Regions from separate parts of the Salmo salar genome. Here region 2 is linked to region 1. Evidence: chromatin contacts called from public Hi-C data. All regions are on one chromosome and are shown on one strand. Each heading gives the region's core, a stretch centred on a gene start, on an enhancer-like site or on the middle of the called end of the contact. The rest is flanking DNA. Distances are from core to core; before and after follow the strand shown.

Region 1 (7,806 bases), core at 2,114-4,613:
ATTTCAAGGCCTCTGAGCTACCTGCAGGCTGCCACACGTTCAGAGTCAGACGCCATCTCCTAACCAAGGCTCACTGCGTCACATTACCTGTCTGGAACTGGGGAGCCTAGACACTGAAGACAGCTTTCAACTGAAACGTTTGTGTGTAACCCCCATGTGCAGACCAAATGTTTTGGGGGGGTTTTCCAATGAGGAATGAAGTACACTCTTTAAAACTTCAAGTATGCTCTTTAACAAATGTTTACTTTGTTCACATGTACAAAGGACAGGCTCCACTGGTGTTAATGCCTTATTGACATGAGGATGGATAGAAAGTCATCAATGAATCTAACCTAGGGGCGGCAGGTAGCCTAGTGGTCAGAGCGTTGGGCCTGTAACCGAAAGGTTGCTAGATCGAATCCCAGAGCTGACCAGGTAAAAATCTATTGTTCTGAACAAATAAGAATTTGTTCTTAACTCATTCGCCTAGTAAAATACTGGATGAGGCCATTATTTTCATGATCTAACCCACCAAGATAGCGGCTTCTCAAAAACACCTGATATCTTGACCTGCCTCAACGAGTGTTTCTGAACAGCACAGGCACGTTTCAACTCTTTGTTGTCGTTTCTTCCATTCCCCTTTCCCACCCGCCCCGTCTCATCATCCTGGTACGCCTCTCCCTCTTCCTGTTCCTTCGCATTCCAGGCTCGCAAGCCCCTCGCTCTTTTCCCGTGTGCGTGTGTTCCTGCGTTCTGCCAAACCCGTGTACAATGCTCCGGCTTGTTAATGGAAAAGACATTTTCTTTTTTTTTCCATCACGGCAATCTCACTGAGTCACTCGCTTACACTGCCATATGGCTCCTATGGGTCTCCAGCTAATATTGTGCATTGTCTCCCCCCCCCCAACCCCCACCTTTAGGAAAACAGGAACAGTAACAGGCATTAACAAAGGGGCTCGGAGGGGGGGTGGGAGAGTGGGGGGGCGAGAAATACCTTTTGGCTGAGTTAAACGAGGGAGACACCACCGGCTATTTTGATAAGCACAAAGGTGATGATGCTTTTACGGCTGTCTGGAAAACCATGTGCTTGCATCGCTATTGGAAGGCAAAAAAACTGGAGCGTCAAAGCAGGTGGGAGAGGAGAACTCCCTATTGTGTTTCATTGTTCTGTGACTGGGATTATACTTTTGGTCATGCATTGTGTTCTAGTGGTGTCAAGGGTAAACCCAACCTTGACTGATGAACCCTTATTTCCTTAGTAGTACACAGGGGTTTGCGTTCCAAATGGCACCCTATTCCCCATGTAGTGCATTACTTATGACCAGGGCTCATAGGGCTTTGGTCAAAAGTAGTGCACTGTAAAAGGGAATATGGTGCCATTTGGGATTCTGCCAGGAAGAGAGTCTTACATTGATTTATATCACAAGCATAACATGGGTTTTCTTGAAACAATTTCCTAGCCTTGTATGTTATCAAAGTTGTTCTCTTGGTTCTGGCGAAAAGGTCAAGGGGCGTGGTTTAATGAGCAGCAAATAGGGTTGGGCGGTATCCCGATTTTCATACCGTCATACCGTTTCTGTACCATACCGTATGAGTTATTACCGAATGTGCACACTAGGGGGCAAACATTTTATGACCACTTTTTTTTACACACAAAACAATTTAGGCAACAGGGATCTTGATCCAGGAGGGGATTGAATGTCTCTGCTGTAATGTCTCTGCTGTTTGTTTTAAAACAACATAGAAAATCCTACCGTTGGTATTTCAAAATACCCTGGTATACGGTATAAACGGTATATTGCACAAGTCTAGCAGCCAAGTCACTAACCAAACCAATCAGATGTGTTCGTATTTGTCCAACCCCGGGGACAACTTTCATAAAATATAAGGCTAATGTGCTCTTAGCGCAGGCTTTTACAGTCTGTTACAATAGCCTTTTTCATTGCAGGTCTATGTAAGGACTCGACTTACCTTTTCTTATTTCAAATCCCATTTACTCCTACCGTACTGATCAAATCGGCTTGAGATCAACAGGCACGTACGTGCACAGCACAGGAGGTTGGTGGCACCTTAATTGGGGAGAACGGGCTCGTTGCAATGACTGGAGCGGAATAAGTGGAGAGGTAACAAATACATCAAACACAGGGTTTCCAGGTGTTTGATGCCATTCTATTTGCTCCTTTCCGGCCATTATTATGAGCCGTCCTCCCCTCAGCAGCCTCCTGTGATGCACAGGTCTACAAGTTCCACAGCATACCTGCCTAAATCCCTCTCCCCCCACCCACCTTGTGTGAAAGTAACCCTCCGAATACAAATATGATTAAGCTATCGAGTTTTAGATATTGGATGGTAGAAACTAGACATATGTGCCCTTTCTTGACTTTAATCTGCCCCCCTACAGCGAATACCTCTGCCCGGCCCAGCTCGGGAGACCTCCAATCTGTCAGTATGCAACTTCAAAGAACGGAAGTTCAGAGGTCAAGGCACTTATATAAGGCTTCTTGAGGAGCCAAAACGGGGGGTGTAACGGAGGGAAGTGTGTACATGGAAAAAGAGTGGTCTGCGTCCCAAATGGCACCCTATTCCCTACGAAGTGCACTACTTTTGACTGGTCGAAGGTAGTGCACTTTATAGGGAACAGGGTGCCATTAGGGCTCCAACCGGAGTGTGACAGGAAGCCAGGCATTCACCTTGGCGTGACTGATATCCTGACCCTTCCTCATTTAAAAGGACATTGTTCTCTCAGGCCAGCGAGGGGGAGACCGAGAGACAGAAGCCGACGAGGGGGAGACCGATAGACAGAAAGGCAGGAAGGTGGGGGGGGGTATGTATGCCTGTGTGTGTGAGCATGTGAGCGCGTGCACATCTGTGTGTGTGGAAGTGTCTAAATGTTGCAAAGGAGAACTTGCCCAATACATACAGTAACATTGCCATACTTGATTTGAACTTTGCCCATCAATTACAAATGGCAGGCATTGCAAAACATTCTGTGCCAGGGTTAAATGTGTCCTGTAGTGTTGGGAGTAGTCTATGATTTGTGTTTCATCATCACATGGGCTGCAATCTTTATCTTGTGCTTCTTGGTGTCAGTCAAGGCAGGGTGTGGTGTGTCTGTGCATGTAGGATGGTGGGGGGTGGGGGTAATGTGTGTGTGCATGTAGGATGGTGGGGGGTGGGGGTAATGTGTGTGTGCATGTAGGATGGTGGGGGTTGGGGGGTAATGTGTGTGTGTATGTATCTGCTTATGGTTTTTCAGTGATTTCAGACCTCCCCTTTCAGACCGTTCCATTCTACCACCACAGATACACAGCTACAGTGTACTGTATACACACACTCTTCTGTTGTCCTTAGCAACCACCACAGAGAAACTCCCCCCAAGCCGTTGCTTCGTGTGCTGGGACCACAGTGGTGAATACAGTCTATTTTTCTCTCTCTTTCCTTCTCCTCTCTCTCCTTATTTCTCTCCTCTCTCTCTCTCTCTTCTCTTCGATGTTCTCTCTCTAATTCCTTTCTCTCTCTTTACCTCCATCTTTCTCTCTCTTTACCTCTATCTTTCTCTCTCTCCGTCTCCCTCTAATTCCTTTCTCACTCTCTCCCTCCCTCCCTCCATCTCTCATTCTTTTTTCCCTCTCTTCTTGTCTTTCTCTTTTTCTCTGTCTCTCTCTATTACCATCTCTTTCCTCCCTCCCCTCTCCCTTTCTCCCTCCCTCCCTCCCTCCTTCATTCACTTAGTCTTAGTCATGGAGAGAGTGGTGCAGCTAGCTCCGAGACATGGCCTGTGGAAAAGTCATCTGTCTCAAAGGTGTTTACAGTGCGGTTACACTCACACTCGCTGAGTGCCTCTGCCACCCACTTAGAGTGTGCGTGTGTGTAGGCGCGAGCACACGTGTGTGTGTGTGTGTGTGTGTGTGTGTGTGTGTGTGTGTGTGTGTGTGTGTGTGTGTGTGTGTGTGTGTGTGTGTGTGTGTGTGTGTGTGTGTGTGTGTGTGTTTGTGTGTGTGTGTGTGTGGGCGGTCTATCCACAATAATTCAACACCACACAATGCACTCCAGTGTACATACTGTACTGAACGTTAAACTCATGTGGAACAACATCGAGCGTGAACGTTCAGTCTGGTTTAACCAGGCTACGTCATCTCCTTTTGAGTACAAACATTCTAAACAATAGTATGTAGAAAGACTATTTACAGGATGTAGAAAGGCCTTTGACTATCCACCTATGACTACCAACACTAACACACGCAAAGGCCTCTTTTGTTAAACATGTATCTGCTTTGCTGCAAGCGGCACAAACGGGCAGTGGGGGGCTGGCGAGGCTAGCTAAGTCAAAAACAGGTGACCCATGTTGAACTGCTGCCTGCATGCCTTGTCATTGTGTTGCGGTGGGGGGGTGGGGGCTAGGTGGGTGGGGGGGGTGCTCATATGCTGAGATCAGCTGGCTGCAACCCCGTGCCGTCAGCACAAATAAGTCCCACTCTTTCACTAACAAGCCTACGTGTGTGTCCCCCCTCTCTCTCTCTCTCTCTGTCTCTCTCTCTTTCCCAACCTCCCTCTCTTCCCCCTCTCTCTCTGGCTTTCCAGTATCCGCAACCCTATTCTGCTTTTGGCCTGTTTTTCTGCCTTGTGGAATGATTTGGTGGTGTGATGTGCAAGTTTAATCCATGTGCAAAAATTATGTAGGTGGGTACAATAAAAATTCCTAGACAATTATCCTTCATGTTGTAATTGTAATATTAATGTCCTCATCACCATCACCACTATACTTTACTACATGTATATTCCCGAGTCAATATTCATATCATAAGAAGGAATTCCCCTGGACCACGCCCACAGATTAGGAAAACAAACATTCTTTAACATTGACCCCCATTGTAAAAGAGCCAACAAGTACACTCTCGCTATACAATTTTTTGTTCATCCGGACCTACGGTTCATGTAGGAAATAGAGCCTGCGAGAAGAGCCCTGTGGCTTCAGCCTTTTCGGCGTGGGAAAGTGGGAAATGTGGGGATCCACTACCCAAGTAGACTTCTCATAGCTATGTGTGTGCAAAACATTTAATCACAGGTAAAACATTTAACTTGTTTCGTATAGTCTGTTTGTAACTTCAGTCACTACTAGTAGCTGTATAGTCTGTTTGTATTGTTGGTCTTGGCTAGCTTAATGTTTTAGTTGGTAGCTAGCTAGCACTCACTAGCGCCATTATGAAAAGGTGCATGAGGGAAGCCCTACAATATTACGTTTTTCTAAGCATGGGGAGAATGCTCGGGAGCAAAGATGAAAAGTAATATTTAGACATGCTGTACTTTTCTTAAATGTAGTTTGTAGTTGACTAAAACAAGCAAACAACAAGAAAATCACGTTTGAAAAATGTAAAGTTTTTGCTTTGAGACAATTAGGTAACCAAGGTAACCATGGTTTGTTTTCCCCCAAGGCGGGCGGGGCCGCTACGTTCTATCTAATACCGACAGGGAGTATCTGCCTGTCCTTGAGTCTATGCTTTGTCAATATTTCCACATTCCGACCTCAGCAGGAAAAATAAATTGCACTTTACAAACAGGCATGTGTCAGAGGACCTCGTTTGACCGCGGCAAGGCTCGAGGACCCGGGTGAGGCTCACCATGGAAGCTTTCCTCCAGCCCAGCCCAGCCCAGCCCCAAAACCCAAATCGCAGTAGAACCACTCATCACTGCCATGTGTACAGCTTCTTTACTGTGTGTGTGTGAGAGTGAGTGTGTGTGTGTGTGTGTGTGTCTGCCGGGCTACAGAGGAATTCCTCTCTCACCAACACTCTCTCTCTGTCCTCCTCCTTTTTCAGTTTTCATGGAGCAAAAACAGTTTTACATTCTTCTTTGCATACATCTGAACTTTTATGCATTGCGAAAATGTCGCTCTTTAGCACAGAAGCAGAAAGAAACCAAATATCCCTTTTAGGAATAATTTCATGCCCTTCAATTTAAGTCTCTTTGAGCCCTGGTCAAAAGTAGTGCACTATGTAGGGATTAGGGTGCCATTTGGGACGCAACCTTAAATGAAAGAAATGTCCTGCCTTGAAATAGAAATCCTTCACTGGACTAACGTTTGAATGAATTGCACTACTTTCCAAAGCAAACCACTGACTGAAGATCGTATTAGGCCTAGTCTGGGATGCTGATCTAAAGTCAGTTGTGTGTTCCCCCTCTAATGGTTAAGATTACAATTGGGAGAGGGGAGGCTGATCGTGGATCTGTGCCTAAGGGGCGTGTGTGTGTGGGAAAGCATGCGATGGGCAAACAGTGACAGAGCCTCTGGGGGAGAATGGCAGCTCCTTTTTTCCATTCTGATTTTCCCCTGGCCCTTTGAGAGAGAGAGAGAGAGAAAATAGACACAGTGAGAAAAAGAGAGAAATATAGAGAGAGAAAGAAAATAGAGAGACAGAGAAAGAGAAAAAAACTAGAGAAAGAATGAAAGAAAGAGAGAAAATACAGAATGAAAGAAAGAGCAAGAGAAAATAAAGAAAGAAAGAAAAAAATGTGGAAAGAGAAAGAGTAATACAGTAGGGGAGAAAGAGCGAGCGAGGAAGAGAGAGAGAGAGAGAGAGAGAACGTCGGAGTCACAGAGGGAGAGGAGAGAAGAGATTGCTATATAAAGTTATGGCATGCCGGAGGTCCCTCGGGGGGAACGGAGCGCGATGAATCACAAGCTCTGTTGTTGAGACATCTCTCCTCCTCTGCCCTGTGATCACGAACTGGCCACGCAACACCTTCTCTGACTCCCCTGTTATTCCTGTTGGGGATGAGTACACTCTGACTCCCCTATGTTATTCCTATTGGGGATGAGTACACTCTGACTTCCCTATGTTATTCCTATTGGGATGAGTACACTCTGACTCCCCTATGTTATTCCTATTGGGGATGAGTACATTCTGACTCCCCTATGTTATTCCTATTGGGGATGAGTACACTCTGACTCCCCTATGTTATTCCTATTGGGGATGAGTACACTCTGAATCCCCTATGTTATTCCTATTGGGGATGAGTACACTCTGACTCCCCTATGTTATTCCTATTGGGGATGAGTACACTCTGACTCCCCTATGTTATTCCTATTGGGGATGAGTACACTCTGACTCCCCTATGTTATTCCTATTGGGGATGAGTACACTCTGACTCCCCTATGTTATTCCTATTGGGGATGAGTACACTCTGACTCCCCTATGTTATTCCTATTGGGGATGAGTACACTCTGACTTCCCTATGTTATTCCTATTGGGGATGAGTACACTCTGACTTCCCTATGTTATTCCTATTGGGGATGAGTACACTCTGACTCCCCTATGTTATTCCTATTGGGGATGAGTACACTCTGACTTCCCTATGTTATTCCTATTGGGGATGAGTACCCTCTGACTTCCCTATGTTATTCCTATTGGGGATGAGTACACTCTGACTCCCCTATGTTATTCCTATTGGGAATGAGTACACTCTGACTCCCCTATGTTATTCCTATTGGGGATGAGTACACTCTGACTCCCCTATGTTATTCCTATTGGGGATGAGTACACTCTGACTTCCCTATGTTATTCCTATTGGGGATGAGTACACTCTGACTCCCCTATGCTGTTCCTATTGGGGATGAGTACACTCTGACTCCCCTATGTTATTCCTATTGGGGATGAGTACACTCTGACTTCCCTATGTTATTCCTATTGGGGATGAGTACACTCTGACTCCCCTATGCTGTTCCTATTGGGGATGAGTACACTCTGACTCCCCTATGTTATTCCTATTGGGGATGAGTACACTCTGACTCCCCTATGTTATTCCTATTGGGATGAGTACACTCTGACT
Region 2 (7,806 bases), core at 3,525-6,024, 160 kb after region 1:
GGGATGTAAACAAATATGTGCACAACATTTGAGAGAAACATTTTGTGCATATGGGAAATTAATGCGATCTTTTATTTCTGCTCATGAAACATGGGACTAACACTTTACATGTTGCGTTTATAGTTTTGTTCAGTATATGTTTAAGAATGTTCAAACTAGTTTTCATTTGGAAGGTAAATAAAGTGTTTTTATCAAAGCAATCACTTTTGCATGTGAAAACACAGAATTCTACTCATTACTCCACGTGCTTAACCTATGTCACTTTTGTATTCCGAACAGAGCACCGGGCTCACGAGGCAGCCCAGTTCCAACACTAATGCAATCAACTTCAACACTTTGACTAGGGCCAGGCCTTAGCCATTAATAGAATCCCCTCTATGCTAGGTGTAGCTAACAGTGTTCAGCCAATTAGGTGATCCTTAACAAAGAGTCATGCTCTGGTCCATTTGTACAATGTGCAGTGTTGTACCTGCTGGCTCAAGGGCCGAATAAATGTGCTAGCCGACGTAGCCTACAATGTGCGTCCAGATGATAGTGGACCCGTCAAAAGACAGGTAAATGGCGACCACTAGCGGCTGTCCAGGCTGTGTTGTTTGGTCCTCCCTTTAGGATTTGTAAAAGCTGTTTATTAGGCTACAGATTACATACATTATGGTGAACTTCACAGGGAGGTGAAAGTGCATGGTGATGATCTTGATGCTCATTTCTAATAAATGTATTTCTATAACCATATTGCACTTTTCTAAGATTTTTTTTCTTCACAAGCAGGAAGCACAGGATATACTGCGAACACCCGACAAGGCCGACATACCCGTTATTGGCAAGAGAAAGAGACGCAGGTACAGAGGACACAGAGCGGGATGCCTCATAAAAATCCGGAGAAGGCGAGTGGGAAACCTGCCATTACCGTCAATATTACTCGCCAATTTACAATCATTGGACAATACATTAGATGAGGTACGATCACGAATATCCTACCAACGGGACATAAACTGTAACATCTTATGTTTCACGGAATCGTGGCTGAATGATGACATGGATATTCAGCTAGCAAGATATACGCTGCACCGGCTAGATAGAACAGCACACTCCGGTAAGACGAGGGGGGGGCGGTCTGTGCATATTTGTAAACAGCTGGTGCGCGAAATCTAAGGAAGTCTCTAGATTTTGGAGTATAGTAAGTAGAGAGTATCTTATGATAAACTGCAGACCACACTATTTGCCAAGAGAGTTTATCTATATTTTTCATGGCTGTTTATTTACCACCACAGACAGACGCTGGCACTAAGACCGCACTCTGTCAGCTGTAATAAGGAAATAAGCAAACAGGAAACCGCTCAACCAGAGGCGGCGCTCCTAGTTGCCGGAGACTTTAATGCAGGGAAACTTAAATCAGTTTTACCTCATTTCTATCAACATGTTAAATGTGCAACCAGAGGTAAAAAATTCTAGATCACCTGTACTCCACACACACAGATGCGTACAAAGCTCTCCTTCGCCCTCCATTTCGTAAATCTGACCACAATTCTATCCTCCTAATTCCTGCTTACAAGCAAAAATTAGAGCAGGAAACATCAGTGACTCAGTCTATAAAAAAGTGGTCAGATGAAGCAGATGCTAAGCTACAGGACTATTTTGCTAGCACCGACTGGAATATGTTCCGGGATTCTTCCAATTGCATTGAGGAGTACACCACAAGTCACTGGCTTTATCAATAATTGCATCGAGGATGTCGTCCCCACAGTAACTGTACGTACATACCCCAACCGGAAGCCATGGATTACAGGCAACATTCGCACTGAGCTAAAGGGTAGAGCTGCCGCTTTCAAGGTGCGTGACTCTAACCTGGAAGCTTATAAGAAATCCTGCTATGCCCTCCGACAAATCAACAAACAGGCAAAGCACCAATACAGGGCTAAGATTGAATTGTACTACACCGGCTCCGACGCTCGTCTTATGTGGCAGGGCTTGCAAACTATTACTGACTACAAAGAGAAGCACAGCCACGAGCTGCCCAGTGACACAAACCTACCAGACGAGCTAAATCACTTTTATGCTCGCTTCGAGGCAAGCAACACTGAGGCATGCATGAGAGCATCAGCTGTTCCGGATGACTGTGTGATCACGCTCTCCGTAGCCGACGTGAGTAAGACCTTTTTAAACGGGTCAACATTCACAAGGCCGCGGGGCCAGACGGATTACCAGGACATGTGCTGACCAACTGGCAGGTGTCTTCACTGACAATTTCAGCATGTCCCTGTCTGAGTCTGTAATACCAACATATTTCAAGCAGACCACCATAGTCCCTGTGCCCAAGAACACTAAGGCAACCTGCCTAAATGACTACAGACCCGTAGCACTCACGTCCGTAGCCATGAAGTGCTTTGAAAGGCTGGTAATGGCTCACATCAACACCATTATCCCAGAAACCCTAGACCCACTCCAATTTGCATACCGCCCAAACAGATCCACAGATGATGCAATCTCTACTGCACTCTACACTGCATTTTCCCACTGGACAAAAGGAACACCTACGTGAGAATGCTATTCATTGACTACAGTTCAGCGTTCAACACCATAGTACCCTCAAAGCTCATCACTAAGCTAAGGATCCTGGGACTAAACACCTCTCTCTGCAACTGGATCCTGGACTTATTGACGGGCTGCCCCCAGGTGGTGAGGGTAGGTAGCAACACGTCTGCCACGCTGATCCTCAACACTAGAGCCCCTCAGGGGTGCGTGCTCAGTCCCCTCCTGTACTCCCTGTTCACCCACGACTGCGTGGCCAGGTATGACTCCAATTTTGCAGACGACACAACAGTGGTAGGCCTGATCACTGACAACGCCGAGACAGCCTATAGGGGGGAGGTCGGAGACCTGGCCGGGTGGTGCTAGAATAACAACCTATCCCTCAACGTAACCAAGACTAAGGAGATGATTGTGGACTACAGGAAAAGGAGGACCAAGCACGCCCCCATTCTCATCGACGTGGCTGTAGTGGAGCAGGTTGAGAACGTCAAGTTCCTTGGTGTCCACATCACCAACAAACTAACATGGTCCAAACACACCAACACAGTTGTGAAGAGGGCACGACAAAGCATATTCCCCCTCAGGAATCTAAAAAGATTTGGCACGGGTCCTCAGATCTTCAAAAGTTTCTACAGCTGCAACATCGAGAGCATCCTGACTGGTTGCATCACTGCCTGGTACGGCAACTGCTCGGCCTCCGACCGCAAGGCACTACAGAGTGTACGGTGTCAGAGGAAGGCCCTAAAAATTGTCAAAGATCCCACCCACCCCAGTCATAGACTGTTCTCACTACTACCGCATGGCAAGTGGTACCGGAGCGCCAAGTCTAGGACTAAAAGGCTTCTCAACAGCTTTTACCCCCAAGCCATAAGACTCCTGAACATGTAATCAAATGACTACCCGGACTATTTGCATTGTGTCGTCCCCCCCTCTTTTACACTGCTGCTACTCTCTGTTTATCATATATGCATAGCCACTTTAACTATATATTTCATGTACATTCTACCTCAATTAGCCCGACTAACCGGTGCCTCTGCAGATTGGCTACCCGGACTATATGCATTGTGTCCTGCCACCCACCACCCGTGAACCCCTCTTTTATGCAACTGCTACTCTCTGTTTATCATATATGCATAGTCACTTTAACCATACCTACATGTACATACTACCTCAATTAGCCTGACTAACCGGTGCCTGTATATAGCCTCGCCACTGTATATAGCCTCGCTACTGTTATTATTCACTGTCTTTTTACAGTTTTTTTTATTTCCTTACTTATCTATTGTTCACCTAATACCAATTGTTTTTACTTCACTGTAAGGTCTACACCTGTTGTATTCGGTGCACGTAACAAACTTTGATTTGATGTGTTATCTTTGTACAATGGATAAAGGCCATGATTTCTCATCTGCAGCAGAAATAAGGACTGAGACACAGGTGAGACGGGTGCGTATAAAGCTTCTCAGAGCGGTAGTGCTGATCTAGGCTCAGGTTCTACCTTTTTTCAATATGACTTAAAAGGTCAAACTGATCCTAGATCTGCACTCCTACCCAATTTGTAAGTCGCTCTGGATAAGAGCGTCTGCTAAATGACGTAAATGTACTCTTAGATGCTTTGTGATTATGGGCCTGGTGCAACTTATAAATGTTGAACTAAAGTTTGGACACTGATCTGTTTTTAAAAAAACATTATAGTTTGATGGTGGGATTCGCAACATGACTGGGTTTGAGGTTCATTACAAAGTGCATTGCTGAGATGCCAAGCAGGTTTTACAGGTGGTCGGCCTACTGTGCATTTCCTGTCTGTGATTGTATTCTTTCTTTCTCCAGAGTTGTGCAGCGGTTTAAGGCACTGCATCTCAGTGCTAGAGGTGTCACTACAGACCCTGGTTCGATTCCAGGCTGTATCACAACCAGCCGTGATTGGGAGTCCCATAGGGCGGCGCACAATTGGCCCAGCGTCGTCCAGGTTAGTGTTTGGCCGAGGTAGGCCGTCATTGTAAGTAAGAATTTGTTCTTGACTGACTTGCCTGGTTAAATGACACTCTCCTGTGTGATGCAATAAAATAGGTAGCCTACAAATAAATAAATAAATTGTATAATGAACCAGATTTATTCTATCAATAGCACCAACATATCAACGTCCCAACATATCAATAGTGACCTCTGTCGGCTGATTATGAAATGGAAATGAATAGCTAGATATTTTCGCTATCTGACTACATTACCCAGATGTCCCCAAATCAATTTATCAACCAATGAATGTTGTCCATGTGCAACCGGTAGCTAGCTAGGTCAAATGGACTGTCTCTTTATCGAAAGAATAATAACAATATTGGACAGTGGTACAACAATGTAGTTAGCCATTGGGAATAGCCAGTTACAGACGAGATTTAAACTTAACTCACGTTACCTTGCTACAGCATTTGCACAAGGTAAAGTAACTATTGTCACTCTTCATGTTGTTATTTCTAAGCACGAACGCAAGTGTCCGTGCTAGCTAGCTTACGCGGCAACCTACTAGCTACGTTAGCTTGCTCGGTTTTAGTCAGCTAACGCTAGCGACATACTTCAATGATAGCTATGGGTTGTGTATGTCATGGTAGTACATTCAATGTGTAGTATTCTGACAATATTCCGGGGTGTACGTCGTTGCCAAGTAAAACTCAACTCAAATGGAAACTAGCTAGCTACGCCACAACGCGGAGTTGAGGTTGACTTGTTGGCTCTCCGGGGTGTTGCAAATGTCTTGATCATAACCAGCTAACGTTAACGTAGCTAGCTAGTTCACGTTAGCTACGTGCCAGTTAGCTGCTAAGTAACTTTACTAGCAAGCTAACTAAACACATTTCCTCGAATTTTCCCTTTTCTTTAGCGAAGGTCAATGTGTCTTATAGTTAACTTGGCTAGCTATAGTAATAAGAAATCATTCGTCTTCATCCGTTTGTTTAGTCGTTATTGATTTACCAGACGTAGCTACCTACGGTTTAGTGCTTGGTAAAAGGCCAGGGTGATCAATAAAACGTCATAAGGTGCAGACCCCCCCCCCCCAGCTCCGCTAAAAGCTTTGACAACTGCCTGCGGTTTTCAAGGGATCGTTAAATACATGTCAACTATTTGGTTGCAATATCATCACCTCTTCAAGAACATAGCCAGAACTACACATATTATTCCATGCAAAACAATTGCGAACATTTAGCGCTATCAGAATTACACCGCAATTAACTGCTTTCATGGTCAGTACACGTAAATTCATCATGTCATTTCAGATACGTGAGTGTAGCCTCACGATATCTCTCAATATTGGCCACAATTAATTGGATATTTGAGTGATATAAAAGTGAACTATACCTGACGGGTATGAGCTGTTTAGGTTAATTTCCCATCCTGTATTAAGAGAAATACATTAGGTCTACCTACCCATATGTTTAACCAATTGCGCAAAGTTTCTACCAGTAGACATAATTGCAAAGTAGTTTCTACTTTGCAATTATATCTACTGGTAGAACATTTTCAGTTGGTTGAAAATATTGGTAAGTAGACCTAAAATTACTTTTTTTTTCTCCAACGTAACGTTAAGCCTACCCAGCTTAGTTACCCAACATGATCCCCTTTTCATTGTTTTTAAGAGTGTTTAATCAAGATTGCAGCTGACAAACATGATAGGCTATGTGTCAAATTGTCTAGCTAGCATATTAGGGATAGCTTGTTACATTAACGTTATCTTTCAGGGGATAAACTAGATGGCTGTATTTGGTCGCCATCTATAGTGCTGAAGACAGTAGTCCGATTTACAACTTGACCAGGAGGATTTACCCATGTAAAGCTCTTTCCAAAAGCTTAATCTCTGATGAAGCAAACTAAATGACACGCTAAGTACAGTACATGCCAATAGGTGAGGGTAGCCTATCCAATCTGAAAATAGATGCTCAATTGATGTTTACTGATTATATAGTTAAATTATAGGAAATGTGTAGTTCTGACTGCTCTTCAAGAGGTGATGATATTAAAGCCAAATAGATAACATTTGTTTAGCAATCCCTTGAAAACGGCATGTAGTTGTCAAATCTTCATTGACCTATCAAAGTCTTTCTATACTGTTGATCACTCCCCGCTAATTCAGAGGCTTTTCTCAAATGGCCTAGACCAGGCTGCATGTAACCGGTTTAAAAATGACTTGACAGATAGAACTCAATGCGTATCTACTGATGGTGTTAAATCAGGTTTCCTGAATATTACGAAAGATGTCCCACAGGGGTCGATTATAAGTATATGTTGTATATGTTCTCAAGAGCGCATAGAAATAACTCTGATTTAAGCATATGTACTTTGAAAGGTGTCCATATTAGTACCAACATATATACTTTGAAAGGTGTCCATCCCTGCTTACAGATATCTGGATAGATGAAAAAATAACTCCTTGATAAAATAAAGGTTAAATAAATACAAATGTCAGCGGCACTGGGGGTCTCCTTGCTCCCCAGCTGCCAAATTGTACGCTCTGCACGGTATTGTGACGGTTTATTGATAACGACCTTTAGCTTAGGTAACTAATTAATAGGTTTTCTCAATGTTTTTTGTAATGGTGTGACCCTGCCTTTTGCTCTACCCCAGACATTGTGCCAAGCGTGTGTCCCTGCTCCTGTGACACATCTGGCCAACATGTCCATGTTCAGCACGGGCATCCTGGTGCTCACCTCTCCCCTCCACACCCTCCCCCTGCGCATTGCCCCCGTACTCAGCTCAGCTGCCCAGGTGGTGGAGCGCACCCTCTACGTCCATCTCCATCCAGGCCTGAACCTGGGTACAGGCGGGGGCCAGCCCAGGCCCGTCTTCATCCCGCCCGTGGTGGATCTGTCCAGCCTTATCACCGGGCTCTACAGCAATGCTGCCAATGTGTGCGGCCACCTGGACGTACGAGTGCTCCTCACCAACGTCCGCGCCCAGCCCAACAACGCCTCCAGCCCAGAGACGGGTGGGACAGGGGTAGCATGTAACCCCTTCCCTTCCCCACAGCCCCTCTCCCACTCCCCCGAGGTGGTGCTAACAGACTTCGCCCTGCAGGACCCAGGCCAGTCCCCACTGGTGGCCCAGTGTCTGCAGAGGTACACGGGCCGCTGTTACGTCTGCACTCCCGGCTTGGCCTCGGTGCTGCTCCACCCGCAGCTGCAGAAGCTGGAGGAAGAGGTAGAGAAGGAGGGCCAAAAGGACGACTGGGATAGTAGCTCGGAGCGCATGGAGACTTACAGTGAGGTGGTGGTAGGTGGAACGTTTGAC

The links. Hi-C and Micro-C count contacts between places; a contact is called where the count stands out from the background.
Region 2: a Hi-C map of gill shows a contact between it and region 1, with 5 times the contacts expected there. The contact joins the promoter of coasy here to the enhancer-like site in region 1. A contact is called at or near these places in 2 of 3 Hi-C or Micro-C datasets (gill and muscle).

What each region holds. Positions count from the first base shown.
Region 1 is chrssa19:61,031,653-61,039,458 of Ssal_v3.1, forward strand. The region is part of intron 1 of cavin1 (caveolae associated protein 1); the gene reads right to left. Among protein-coding and RNA genes, the nearest start is that of cavin1, 17 kb to the right of the region's middle. Within about 2 kb of position 3,364, at least 3 of the 13 cell types and tissues checked have an H3K27ac peak or open chromatin away from gene starts, as enhancers often do. A contact at or near this core is called in gill, where this site is marked.
Region 2 is chrssa19:61,193,172-61,200,977 of Ssal_v3.1, forward strand. It overlaps coasy (CoA synthase), which reads left to right and starts at 4,775. Exons shown (of 10, transcript XM_014158720.2): 1 at 4,775-4,964; 2 at 7,144-7,806. The coding sequence starts at 7,192.